Linked DNA regions of Mus musculus: all the other regions are linked to region 4. The links are chromatin contacts, called in public Hi-C and HiChIP or PLAC-seq maps. All regions are on one chromosome and are shown on one strand. The core of a region is the stretch at or near the end of the contact, and the rest is flanking DNA. Distances in the headings are between cores, read along the strand shown.

Region 1 (3,028 bases), core at 423-2,922, 600 kb before region 4:
TCATGAAGTGAGTACAGGACTGTAGGTTCTCAGCTTGTGGGCCAAGACCCTTTCATACGGGTCCCACATCAGCTATCCTTCATGTCAGACATTTACGTTATGGTTCAAAACAGTAGCAAAATTATACTTAGGAAGTAGCAACAACAATAACAATATGGTTGGGGGTGGTCACTGCGTTAAAGGGTGGCAGCACGGGTGTGTGTGTGTGTGTGTGTGAGAGAGAAGCACTGTAGAGGGACATGCAGAAATACAAACAGCATTCAATCACTTCCAGTAGAGATTTTGCTATTTTTACATTAGGGATGTCAAAAGCAGGTCATGAAATAAACTGCCGGAATGATAATAGTACCAGAAAGATATATTCCCATGCAGTTTGAACTCGGTGCTTTAACCTAATCTTAGTCTCCTTGTGTTCTTCATGAAATGGTTAATTTTGCCTAATTTTAAAGCTCTCATGCTTTTTAATGGCATCAAATCTCTTCAGTCTAGGCCATTTTAGCTTTCCCTGTATTATCACTAAAATGCCTCTGCTGTTATATTTTCGTCTGGGAAACAGACAAAAACTTCTAGATATTGCAGCACCCACAAAAAGACTGAATCCAGTTGGCCAATGGAGATTAAAAAAAGAAAGAAAGTAAAACAAAAACCTCCAGGTTTTACTTGAAGATGCTAGAAACTGTTAAGTAAGCCCTAAGTGCGGCGTGCTCCTCCTCTGTCCCCTCCCCCAAATCCAAGAATACTAGTTTGACTTCAGCAGTTCTGATGTCAGCGATTTGCTACAGCGAGGGCATTGCTTGGGTGAGCACAGGACCAACCGAGCGCCAAGTCAGGACTCCTGGAGTCTGACTCACTGCAGAGGCTGGAGGAAGTCGTTCCTACCGCCCCTGTATCGCCCCTCAGTTTTGCGAAGAGAAGAGTAGGGTGGCGCTAAAGTCAGTTTGCATCCATTCATTTCAGGTGAGAAAACCTAAAGAGGACAGAAAGAGAGGAAAGAGAGAGGGAGAGAGCGAGAGAGCTAGTTGAGAGCAAAGAAATTTCAAGGGTTCCACAAGTCAGCCTCGTTGTACCTAGGAGTGTGGGTACTGTCAATGCATCAGAGGTTTAGGGGTCTTTAACTCCTTTGGAGTTTCCCCAGTTACTTCCCTCACCTGTCAATCAAAATCCACCCAGCAGTTGACGGAAGAATTAGGGCGTGGTGGTTTATACCTTTAATCCCAGCTTTAGGGAGATAAAGGCAGAGGCAGGCGAGTCTCTGTGAGTTCCAGGCCAACCTGGTCTACATAGTGAGACCTTGCCTCAACAAACAAGCAAAAAAGAGTGGCTTTGCCTTCCCCCTTGGGTCCGCACCTGGGGCTGTCTCGCCCGGGGGAGGAGGAGGGGGTGGCTGAGAGGCGGTGATTAGTCACTGGCTGCGGCGCTCACACCTTTTATTCTGTCTCTTCCCGCAGTTGCCTCTCTGCATTTGGACAGATTCTTCGAACGCCAGCTCAGAAGCTGGGCCGGAGGACAACGCGGCTTCAAGGAGCAGGGGTCTGCGAGTAAGTCCAGGTGAGTAGGAACCGGGGCCAGGAGGACCTGCCCGCGCCGCAGCGCGCACGCGCGGCGCCCGGAACCCACGCTCGTCCCCGCTGCGGGCCCGCGCTCGGAAGAGGGCGGCAGCGCGCAGGGAGCGGGAGGCGCGCGAGGCCGGCGGGCAGAAGCCGCGAGCCTCGCAGCAGCACGGACCCGAGAGCCGCCGCTGCCGCCACCGGCACACTCGGTACGGGGTGCGGGGGAGAGCCAGAGGGGCCCGGGCGCATGCGACCCTCGGCTCTGCAAACTTTGTGCGGGTGCTCGGCGACCTCGGGGCGCGGGGCGGGAGAGGCTGGGATCCCCGAACCCAAGCCGGCAGGCGTCAGCATGCACCCCGCGACCGGCCCCGCCACCCCCTGGAAACACTTGGCTTTCTGCTATGCCAAGAACTCAACTTGAGCGTCTCTCCTCGGTGTTAGATTGGTGTGCACCATGCTCACATCTGACTCTTATTTCTCCTAAGTATCCTTGCTCTGGAGCGAAGTTGAATTGTACTGGGCTTGGGGTAGGGAAGGGAGCCGAGTGGTGTAGCCGCCTTAGGATTGTATAACTACCTTCTATTGAAGTGGATGTTGCCAGTGGCATCGGCTAATGTTATGGTAACTGGGCATCTTAGAGGCAAGAGAAGGCGGGGTGTTTTACCAGTAGTCTCCCGGTCTAATAATACTAAAAACAATACCTCATACTTTCCACTCAGGAGAGCCCCACGGCATTTGGTTTACGTTCTCTGGGTAGTTTTCAGTGAAGTTTCTAAGAGGTAGGTGGAGAGCTGTGCTTTCCCGATTTGTAGATGTAAAAAACGGAGGCAAGGATTCGGATTCTTAACTGACTTTAATGAAATGTGGACCAAGAGTTTTAACGCAGTTTCCTGCAGTTCTTGCTCCAAAAAGTACCAACTTTGAAGTTTAATGGGATACCAGAACATCCTCCCTGAGGACAATGAAAGGTCAGAGAGGCCAAGGGACAGTGGTCTGCAGCCGCAGGCCTCAGCTACAAAGCCGGGTCCCTCCAACAAGATGCAACTCTTTGGGTGTTGTATGTATTCTTTGCAAAGTTGTGTTTAGGGCTGCAATTTGCTGTTGTCTTTTGTGGACTCATAAAGGGCATTTAGTCTCGGTTTCCTTGAGAAACAGAGGAGTGAGGCACCCCCAGAGTGAGGCACCACTTCTTCCTTGCTGGAGACACCTTAAGAATTCCCATGAGGTCAGACGAGGGCCGAGAGTTCCCGGGAGGAGGGAGGAAGGAGCCCTGCACAGGCGGCTTGACACATGGGCCCCACTCCTGCCTCCAGCTCTGACTCACCTACTGACGCTTGGGGGAGGAGAATAGCTGCTTGGTATTTTTGGCTTTCCCCCATAAAACGGGAGACAGTTGGCTTCATTCGAGTCTTCTCAGCATCCTTTTCGAGAGCGCCGCGCCGCTGAGCTTAGTCCTCCTCTCGGAAGGAAACCTTTGA
Region 2 (3,255 bases), core at 38-2,537, 600 kb after region 4:
ACAATGTTGGTGCGTCAAAGGAACGGAAACCAGAAAGGGAAGGGAGAAAATGATATACACCTTTGTGGAGGAAAAAGTCCGGAGAGAAGCGGAGCTCATAGGGAACTGCAGCAAAGCGAAGCTGCAGAAATAAGCAGGCAGGAGAAAGGGGCAAGGGGCGAACATCCAACTCAGGTGCCAGGGGTCCTTAGAAGGCGGGGCTCCCTGTACACTCCAGGTTGGAGAAAGAAAGAGTTTTGCATCTGAGTTCTGCTTTTCTCTGTGTGGAAGCTCGAAAATTACTTAAAATGTAGATCCTTGTTGATAACAAGCATATAACAGTACAGAGCGTGCTGGGGTGTTCTGAGAACTGGAAATAGCAAAGGGCTTATAAAGTGAGTCTGGTACGGATGCACATATTTTAGCTCTGGTTCCCTTCTGATAGTCTTTATTTTAAAATACAAGGGGTAGCACTGTGGTAGAGCACTTGTCTAGTATGTACAAAAATCCCAAGCACCAAAATATTGAATAAATCAAAATACAAATTGCTCAGGAAAACTCTGAGAGGTCTTTGATGGGAACCTGAAGCATAAGAAAATGATGTCACTAGACACCAGCCAGAAGAATTAGCATTTATATGACTTCCGTGACTAGGCATCTTCTTAGATCACTGGCTAATGATCCCCTATGCTACCCTGGTGTTTTATGCTTTACTAAGGCCTTTGTGCATTATCTCATTTAATGTGCGGGCCCAACCGGCCTTTCTGGGATGGGGAAGATATTGGAAAGGTTAAGTGCCTGCCAAAAGGTGCACGGGTGATGAACGATGGCTGGGTGGTTTCTTAGCAGTCGTTTTTATTGTACTGCAACCTTTCTCAGCTGTGTCCCCACCTTCCTAACATGAAAGTAGCTTATCCAAGGAGGAAAAGACAGGTTATGATGCCCCACTGAATTGGCTTTTAATATCGCCAAGAAACTTAATAAATTAGATGAGTCTGGGGTTCTGGAAATCTGTCGGGTACGATGAAACATGAAATCAAGGGTTCAATATTCAAACTTTACTATAAAGCTAGTTAGTGATCTTAAGGGACTTGCTCAAGATCACCACATAAGGGATTGGTTGGCTCGGCCTAGACTGGGGACTCCACACCTAGCCGGGCTCCGACAGAGGGCGCTCGCGGAGGCTTGCACTCTAGACCGCCGCGCGCCCGATTCCTCTCTATGGTGGCGGGGGCGTGCGCTCCCGCGGGGGTGGGGTGGAGGGCGGGGCCGCAAGCCGGGAGGGCGGGGCCGCACGCTGGACGGGCGGGGCCCACGCCGAGCCGCGGGGGACTGGGTTAGTGGGGGTGGACTTCCTGGGGCCGCCCGTGAGGATGTGGTTCGGGCACCCGGGCGCCCCTCAGGCGTGGAGTTGCGGCGGCCGCAGACCCCGCAGCCCCGCTGCCTGAGTGGCCGCGGTCGGGATCTGGCCTCTGCCGTCCCAGGTGTGGCCCGGCAGCGTCCGCGGCAGGTGAGGAGGCGGTGGCTGTGGCTGTGGCGGGTTGGGCTGGAGGATCCGGTGCTTCAGGCTGTGCTCCGGGGGGTGTGAGGATCCAGCTGCGCTCCGGGAGTGGGGCAGCCCTTTCCAGGAACTCCCCACCGCCAGGTCACCCCACACCTGTCCCATGAAAGTGCCGCAAAGCATTTCGTCTGTGTGCGCCGTAACCCGGGACGTGTGTCCTCAACTTGTACCCAAGTGTCGTAAGAACCCGGTAGGTCCTGGGGAAGGATGCATTTCTGTAGGACAGAAAACCGTCTACAGAGGCAGAGCTTTGGCGGCACTGGCTCTCTACCAGGAGGACCCTGGAGATTCGGAGTTTGGAGGTTAGATGGGAAGTTTGGGATGCTGCTCTCCCCTCCTCCCTCCTCCCTGCCAGAGTCTGCTGTCTGCCTCTTGGGAGTCGACCTCTGTCCCCGACGTGTGTTAGGTCGCCACTGTGTGGTCCTGGCCGAGACTCAGAGGGAAGTAGGGCCCCTCTCCAGCTGGCTGCCCAGGAGACATTTGACCGGGCATGGGGAAGTCTGGGTAGATCAGGGGAGTCCACAGCCTTTCCTGGCGTCTGTTTGAGCTCCGATTTAAGACCGGTAGAAAAAAACAACAGCAGCGTACTTCTTCCTTTTTTCTTTTTTTTTTTAAAGCTGTCATGGGGGTGGGGGGGTGCTGTTGTGTAATCGAGGAAGATTTCCACATTCCTCTCAGTCCACCACGGGGAAGATTATTCTTAGCTCGGAAATGGGGTTTTACCCACAACTCACACTCTGTGCCCTGGTTAAAGGCTAGAGTGACGCATGAACAAACACCCCAGGATGCGTGTGGCCTTCCAAGAAAATAGTAACCTCCTTATGTATGTTTTGGCTGGTGGCTTGGAGAACCGAGAGACTTCCTGTCGCCACTTTTGAGAGCTGCATGGTGGTTCTTGCCTTGACAGTTCAGTATACTGAAATGTGGGCAAGGCTGTTCGAATACTGTGGCATTTTTCTAGGAATGGAAGGGGACTATGTCCTGGGCAGTTTGTAGAGTTCTAAGACCAAAACTGGCCGTATATTTCCTTTGTGGCAGCTTCCTTATCCTTCCCTCCTCTCCCCCCCCCCCCCATTCTTTCTAATGTTAGCAACTGTTTGTAAAATTTCATATTTGCTAATTCTGGACTCCAGAGTACAGTTAAAAAGTTGTGGTTTATTGGAGGACAGTAGCAGATTGATGTGTCAGGGCTAATTAATAACTTGATGGTGTTCAAAGATGTCCATGTAACAGAGGATACACACTCACCTTAATGTTTAATCACAGAGCCCAGTACATTAAAACTTCTTAGGCCGGGCAGTGGTGGCGCACGTCTTTAATCCCAGCACTTGGGAGGCAGAGGCAGGCGGATTTCTGATTTTGAGGCCAGCCTGGTCTACAGAGTGAGTTCCAGGACAGCCAGGGCTATAGAGAAACCCTGTCTTGGAAAATCCAACCAAAAAACAAAAAAGTTCTTATATTGATTAGCTGTGATCCTGACTCTTTACACTGGGATCCAGGGTTGTAAATCCATCAAATTGACCAATTTAACCAAGTGCTAAAATAAAAACAAAAAAAGAGAAAGCTGTTCTCAGAAAGCTTAAGTTCTTTCTTTCTTTCTTTCTTTCTTTCTTTCTTTCTTTCTTTCTTCTTTTTAGGTTTTTTTCGAGACAGTGTTTCTCTGTAGCCCTGGCTGTCCTGGAACTCACTTTGTAGACCAGGCTGGCCTCGAACTC
Region 3 (2,876 bases), core at 262-2,761, 690 kb after region 4:
TTAATTTTCAATTTACTGGAAACTATTTTTAGTCCCCACTCTGCTGAGAACTTTAATTGATATTGTGTCAGAGCAGCAAGAAGGCTGAGGTAGAGCGGAGCACAGCAGGTGTACTACTAAAGAAAGGGTTGGAGACCAAGCCTACCCATCTACAGCGGGGTGGGGAGGTGGGGGCAGATATCAGGCGACTTGGTTTTCTCCAACAAGGTGGACCCTAGCCAGACACCTTAGTTGGCCGATCCGATCCTCCCACCTCCAGCCCTAGAATTATAGGTATGAACCACCAAGCATGACTTCAGTTTATTTTCTATTATTTATTTTTCGGTTTTTTTGTTTGTTTGTTTTTAGATAGATTTTTCTATGTAGCTCTGGCTGTCCTGGAAGTCACTAGGAAGAGCAAGCTAGTGTTCTGAGTGCAGGGATTAAAGGCGTGTGCTACCACACCCGGCCCCAGTTTTATCTTAAAAAACAACAAAAAAACAACAACAATTACAACAGGACTAAGAGCTAGTTATGGTGGTTCTCGTCTGTAATCATATCAGAAGGCAAAGACAGAAGGATTGCTGTGCGTTCGAAGCTAGAAAGTCTGGTTTACTTAGTAAATTTCTGTCTAGCCAGGGTACGTCGTCAAGACCGTCTCAAAAGGAAAACAAGCAAGAAAACAAACCCCCCAAAGATTAGAACTACTTCATGGGGTGGTTAGGAAAACTACAAGGAGTACGAGGGCAAGCCGGACGTGGAGTTCTGAAGTTTGTATACCAAACTTGTGTATTTGACAATGTTCGACTTGGGGGAGGGGAGGTCCGTAACTGGCAGACTCAGGGGGTCACACAAGCCCTAACCGTTAAGAATCTGAGAGGCGAGTGAAGGCCGGCAAGGGCTGAGGAGGAGCTCAGGGCGAGTAGGAGTTCAACTTTCCGCAGAGTAGGGTGGGTAGGGTGTCGTATCGCCCATCCCGGGATACGACAAATAACTACCCGGGGAGACCGGCGCGAGGAGGCCGGGAGCCCGAAGAGCAAGCAGCACGCCGTTCTGCCCACAGGCTGTGCGGGCGAGCCGCGGCCGCGCAACAAGGCGGCGGAGAGGGACCGGCGGCGGCCCGGCCCCGACCCCCTGAGAATGCCCACTCTGGCATCCTGCCCTTCCCGGTGGCTGCCCAGGGTCCCGGGGGCCGCGGGCCTCCCGTGGGCTCCCGTGGGGGCGCCACGTCACGGAGGGTGTGCCCCCAGGCTGAGCGGCGGGCGGGGGAGGAGCCACGGCCACTCCAGCCACGCCGCGTTCGGCCCCGGCCCTCCCCACACGGCGCACCGCGGCCCGCCGCTCCGCGCCGCGCCGCCCCTCACCTGCCTTCTCGGCTGCCCTGGCTCTGACGCTCCGCACGAGCCACCGGACCAGGCGCCCACAAGGCCACGGGTCCCGCACGATGAATAGACCGCCTGTCTCTTTAAATACGGGTACTCCAGCCGGAGGCAGGGCGCAGGCGCAGTAACCGACTTGCGCCCTCGGACCCCGCCCCCTCCGGTCGCCACGTGGGTCGCTGTTCTATTCCTACCCGGAAATCTTGAACTGAGTGTTGGGTTGGAGTGGCGGCTTGGGGCGCAGCGTCCCTGAACTTCCTAGAGTTTCTCAGATTGTTAGATATTGAAGGTAGTGTTGAAAAATCATTGCAGTGATCCTAGGGATGGGAAGCTCGAGTCGTTCCACCTGTGTCTTCCGCACCGCAGGAGTTTTGCTGAATTAAAAGGCACTACTTTAATTAAAAAGGTAATTAGAAAATGTGAAGAACAGGGACTGTGGCCCCGTTTATGTCATTTAGCGAACTAGTGCTTCTAAACCTCAAATAGGCTCTGTGAGTTCAAGATGGCTAATTTTTCAAAAAATAAAAGTATTCAGGCCTTGTTCAGTCTGGGAAGGGCAAACAGTTGGGCTTTGTTAGGTAAATAAAGTGCAGATCGTGGAACTAAGTTCTATTTCTGAGGAAGAGTTTAGCTTTTTTTCCATAGGGAAAGAACGCTGTGAGGGGTCACTATAGTTGAAGCTGGTCAGGGGAGAGACTAAGACAAGCCGACTCACTAAAAGGCTGTTGTCCATATCAAAGTGGCCTTGAGATGGAGAGGAAGGTGTATGCTTGAATCTGTGTGAGGTGCTCAGTTATTTGTTCATAGAAATGAAGGGCTGATAGACGAGGTCTTTAACAGAACTGGAGAATGAGCCGAGGGAGGCTCTCTGGAGTTCAAGGTTGAGTGTCTGCTGTACTGAGGCCAGCTAGATCCTGGTGTTTGAAATGAGGTGAAGGCTCTTTGTTTTCTCTTAACTTGCAGCAGGATAAACCTGGGTTTGGAGTTCGGAAGGCCTTAGGCTCAAGGGCTCCAGTTGAGGAAGCGTGAACATTTTGACTGGAGTTGATCTTAACCCAATGGACTTTCCCTGTGCTGACCAACCCTTTCATCACAAGCAATATATTCGGTTGCTGAGCCCTGGAAATGTAAGCAGTCTGAAGTGAGAGATGCTGTAAATGAACACTGTACACTGACAAGTACCCAACACTTCCCCAAAGAGAGTAAAATACCTCATTAATAGTAATAGTGCATATATTCCAGTTATTTGCTGGCCAATTTTTTATGTGTTCGGTTAAAGAATATTTACTGTCACTCACCTGTTTGGTTTTACTGTCTTTGAACTAGGGCATCAGAAACGATGGGGCTGCGTGCTTAACTCCCATTGTTATGGCTCCAGCTCAGCACTCCACAGACAGAAAGCCTGTGGTGAGGAGCAGTGGGTATCTGCAAAGGCTTTCTCTTCTTAGACCGGGTTTCTCTGTGTAGCCCTGGCTGTCCCGGAACTCAAACTTTGTAGACCAGGCTGGCCTCAAACTC
Region 4 (3,306 bases), core at 93-2,592:
CCTTTTGAATCTTCTCCAATTGCAGATTTGATCATACACATCCCTCCAGGTGGACTGGGAAAACCTTTAGAAAAGGATTGCCAATTAATTAATAAAAGGGCAAATCTTCCAAGCATAGTGGTGCACACCTTTAGTGCCAGCGGTTAGGTGGATCTGTGAGTTTGGGGCCAGCCTGGACTCCATATCGAGTTCCAGTTGAGCCAAGGATACCTCATGAGATCCTTTCTCTCATAAGTAGGTGAAAAACTACCAAAGTCATTATGTCATCTCAGCCATATGGCTTTAGGCAATGTTTTCCTCAGAAGTAAAGAACTCTCGTTCTGGGTCTGTCTTTGCCACCTGTAAGTGTAGCCCAAAGAAAGGACCTTATGTGGTCAACTGGAACTGTTAGAATTCAGAGGACTTTTAAGTTCTGGTTTAACAGGACCCAGACTGCCTGTCCGGAGGGGGGAAAGCCTCACTTCCACACAGCAGTGGCCTCTATAAATACTAATTTGAGGAAGACGCTGTCCTTGGTCTCTAAAGTCTTAAGGGAAATGCCACGAAGACCTAAAAGTGCTCGTCAGTAACTGGCAAGGCTTAATTCTAAGTTCAGGAGATTAACAAGTGGAGGAGGGAGTACAAAGGTGAAGCCCAATAAACAAACACCGCCCCGCAACCCCAATGGTTACAGCAGAGGGAATGACCGTAGCGCGACTTCGGGTAAGGCAAAGTGCTTCGAAAAGGGCTCCCAGAGCGTAAGACTCCCACCTGATGAATGGGTGAGTCAGGAAGGCCCAGCTCCACTTCTCGGATGGGGAAACAGAGGAACGAGGTGGCGAGACGACCGGCCGGAGGCCTCGCTGAGAGATCTGAGTCGGCGCGGAGGACCCGAAGCCCCCAGTCCTCAGGCTGATGCTCAGATCTCGGCTCCCCCCGCCCTTACGATGGCGTAGACGGGCCTCCGCCCCCCCCCCAACTCACACACACCCTCCCCGGGGAGCTGCTCATCTCCCCAGGTTCCAAGGGCAGGATCAAAAGAGCTCCGGGGCGCTCCCGCCGTGATTTGTAGCCAGGGAGCGTTGGGAGCGTGCGTGCCTCCGGTCCAACATGGCGGCGACGCGGCCGCCCCCCTCCCTCCCCCCACCCCAGCCTCCCTCAGGCCGGAGTCTTTCCCTCGCGGCCCTCCGGTGGGCGGGAAGACGGCCAGAACCCACCGGACCCCTTCTCGCCGCTGCCGCTGCTCGCTGACGGAGTCACCTACCCGACATGACTAACAGCCGCGGCGCGGAGCCCCGCCACGGCCCGCGGAGAACAAGGAAAACGAAAAGCCAGGCGGCGCGGCTGCTGGAGCTGCTCTGAGGGCGGCGCGGCGGGCTGAGGCCGACTGCGGGCCCTCGGCAGCCAATCAGCGCGCGGCAGGCGATACCACTGCGCCGAAGCCGGAGGGGTGATTCCACGCCACTCCGTTCCGCCGAGCCTTAGAGTCCTCCCGGATCTCCCCTCCGCGACCGTACCATTATTGAGAGGGAATTGAGAGAGGAAAGTACCAATGCCCTCCTGGGGCTAGGGGAGGAAAGCGAGCCAGCTCGCTCCGCCCCATTCACAACCCCAGTTCTAGTTTTACCGGGTCTGGTAGACTTTGAAGCTATGAAGCGAAAGACGAGGCTCCCCTTTTATAAATAAGAACTTAATGCCTGGGAAAGTCGATTCTTCCTTTAAAATCGGGAATGGTGTGGTCGGCCTCGCTCGGGCTCTTGCTGCAGAACTTGAACCACTTGGGGGCGTCCCGAGTCTGGGCAGCGAGCGGAACGAAAGTCGTGACAAGCTCCATACCTGATCGCCTCCGGGGCTGTTATAACCACCTTGTCCAATAAAAAAATCGAAGTGAGACCAGAACAAAAATGTGACTTCAGTCTAAGTCACGCGCATAACTGGCTCCGGGAATAAGGAGACACGGGAATGGATCTTTCTTAGTCCTCTGTAACAGCTAACTCTTAAATTGTCAGCGCCTTACATCATCTCATTTAATTCGCACAACAGACTGATGAAATAGTTTCCCCCAGTTGCGGATACAGCCGGATAGCCTGAGGCTAACCAAGGGCAAAGGTGGAATTTTGAAGCCTGGTAACCAGACCCTGTTGCTAAGGGGTTTTACCGGAAAGCCGTAGAGTAAGCTCAGTTGGGAAAAGGGCTTGGAAAACTCGAGAATCTGCAAGGACATTTCCCCGAGTGAGTGACACCTGAACGAAGACCTGGGTGATGAGTTATTCAAGTTGAATTGGGCAAAAGATCTGTCCAGACTTGGTGTAGAACAAGTAATTTGATATGTTTGAAGTGTAGCCTCCAGGGGAGAAAAGTTGAACTTGCCAGAAAAGTAGGAGGGTATATAGCTGAGGCCTCTTAGTTTGAACTTTGTCCTGAAGGTGGTGGATCCACCCACTAGAGAACTTCAAAAGGTGGAGATTAGATATGTATTTTCCAGCTGTAGAATGAAGAATAGGTTGGAGTTGCGAGGTGCCTAAAAGTGGGAGAGAGAAGCGAGACTAAGAATTTTGCTCAGTGATCCAAGCCTGGCCTAACATGCTTGAGTCCCTGGGCTCAATTCCCAGCACTGATAATTTTTAAAACCAATTGAGGTAGCATGGCCCAGTACTAGAAAGTGGAATCAGGAGGACCTCTGAATTTGAGGCCAAACTGGTATACATAGTGAGTTCCAGGACACACAGGACTGCAGAGGGCCTTTTTTATTTTTGTCTTAAAACAAAATATTTTAAGCAGGAAGATCACTTGAGTGGCTTAATAATAATGCTAGTGAGAGAGATCGCAGTGCACTGGACTCATAAAGTAACTGCAGAGGGAAGTGCAGAAGTCACAGACACTTAGGAGGCCATGAAAGCCTATGCAAGAAATGGCCAGATAGAGGTGTCCTGCACTGTGACAGGGACCAAGCGGAAAAGACTAGAATGGAGCAAAGAAAGGGTAAGTTCAGAATTGATACCTTCAGGTCAGAAAAGAGCATGAGGTCCTTTCTCCTCATTGTATCTGTATAGACAGAGGATTTTAGGAACCTTTAGACAGGACCAAAAGGCAAGGCTAAAGAAATAAAGAAATAAAAGTTCTTTCATGACTATGAGCCATGGTACTTTAGCATCTGTATCGAGGAGAGGAACCCAGAGAAGAGCTTATGCAATTGTAGAGAACCAGGCTACAGGAGAAAGAAAGATCTTCTGGGTTCTAATTTTGTTTTTGTTTTTAAGAAAGATATACAGAGTATTGCTCATCTTTGACAGTGTAAGTTTATATCATTATCCAGTTTCCATTTCC

What was found. A called contact is a pair of places that touch in the nucleus more often than the background predicts. HiChIP or PLAC-seq counts read pairs in DNA pulled down with a chosen protein or histone mark.
Region 1: a Hi-C map of B cells shows a contact between it and region 4, with 12 read pairs. The contact joins the promoter of Dusp14 here to the promoter of Taf15 in region 4. A contact is called at or near these places in 3 of 39 promoter capture datasets (hippocampal neurons, liver and pre-B cells), 2 of 484 Hi-C or Micro-C datasets (B cells and uterus), 2 of 115 datasets of contacts at active chromatin or transcription factors (forebrain and large pre-B cells) and 1 of 9 other capture datasets (embryonic stem cells).
Region 2: an H3K27ac HiChIP or PLAC-seq map of thymic regulatory T cells shows a contact between it and region 4, with 6 times the contacts expected there. The contact joins the promoter of Rffl here to the promoter of Taf15 in region 4. A contact is called at or near these places in 2 of 115 datasets of contacts at active chromatin or transcription factors (embryonic stem cells and thymic regulatory T cells).
Region 3: an H3K27ac HiChIP or PLAC-seq map of extraembryonic endoderm stem cells shows a contact between it and region 4, with 3 times the contacts expected there. The contact joins the promoter of Lig3 here to the promoter of Taf15 in region 4. A contact is called at or near these places in 1 of 39 promoter capture datasets (erythroid cells), 1 of 484 Hi-C or Micro-C datasets (regulatory T cells), 2 of 115 datasets of contacts at active chromatin or transcription factors (embryonic stem cells and extraembryonic endoderm stem cells) and 1 of 9 other capture datasets (liver).

What each region holds. Positions count from the first base shown.
Region 1 is chr11:84,067,001-84,070,028 of GRCm38.p6, reverse strand. It overlaps Dusp14 (dual specificity phosphatase 14), which reads left to right and starts at 1,672. Exons shown (of 3, transcript NM_019819.3): 1 at 1,672-1,759.
Region 2 is chr11:82,869,242-82,872,496 of GRCm38.p6, reverse strand. Rffl (ring finger and FYVE like domain containing protein) reads left to right here and starts at 1,287. Exons shown (of 7, transcript NM_001007465.3): 1 at 1,287-1,489. It also overlaps a transcript of Rad51d not described here.
Region 3 is chr11:82,779,744-82,782,619 of GRCm38.p6, reverse strand. It overlaps Lig3 (ligase III, DNA, ATP-dependent), which reads right to left and starts at 1,511. Exons shown (of 20, transcript NM_010716.3): 1 at 1,344-1,511. Gm11423 (predicted gene 11423) reads left to right here and starts at 1,578. Exons shown (of 3, transcript NR_126067.1): 1 at 1,578-1,764; 2 at 2,322-2,485; 3 at 2,685-2,876.
Region 4 is chr11:83,471,144-83,474,449 of GRCm38.p6, reverse strand. It overlaps Taf15 (TATA-box binding protein associated factor 15), which reads right to left and starts at 1,342. Exons shown (of 16, transcript NM_027427.3): 1 at 1,244-1,342. The coding sequence starts at 1,250.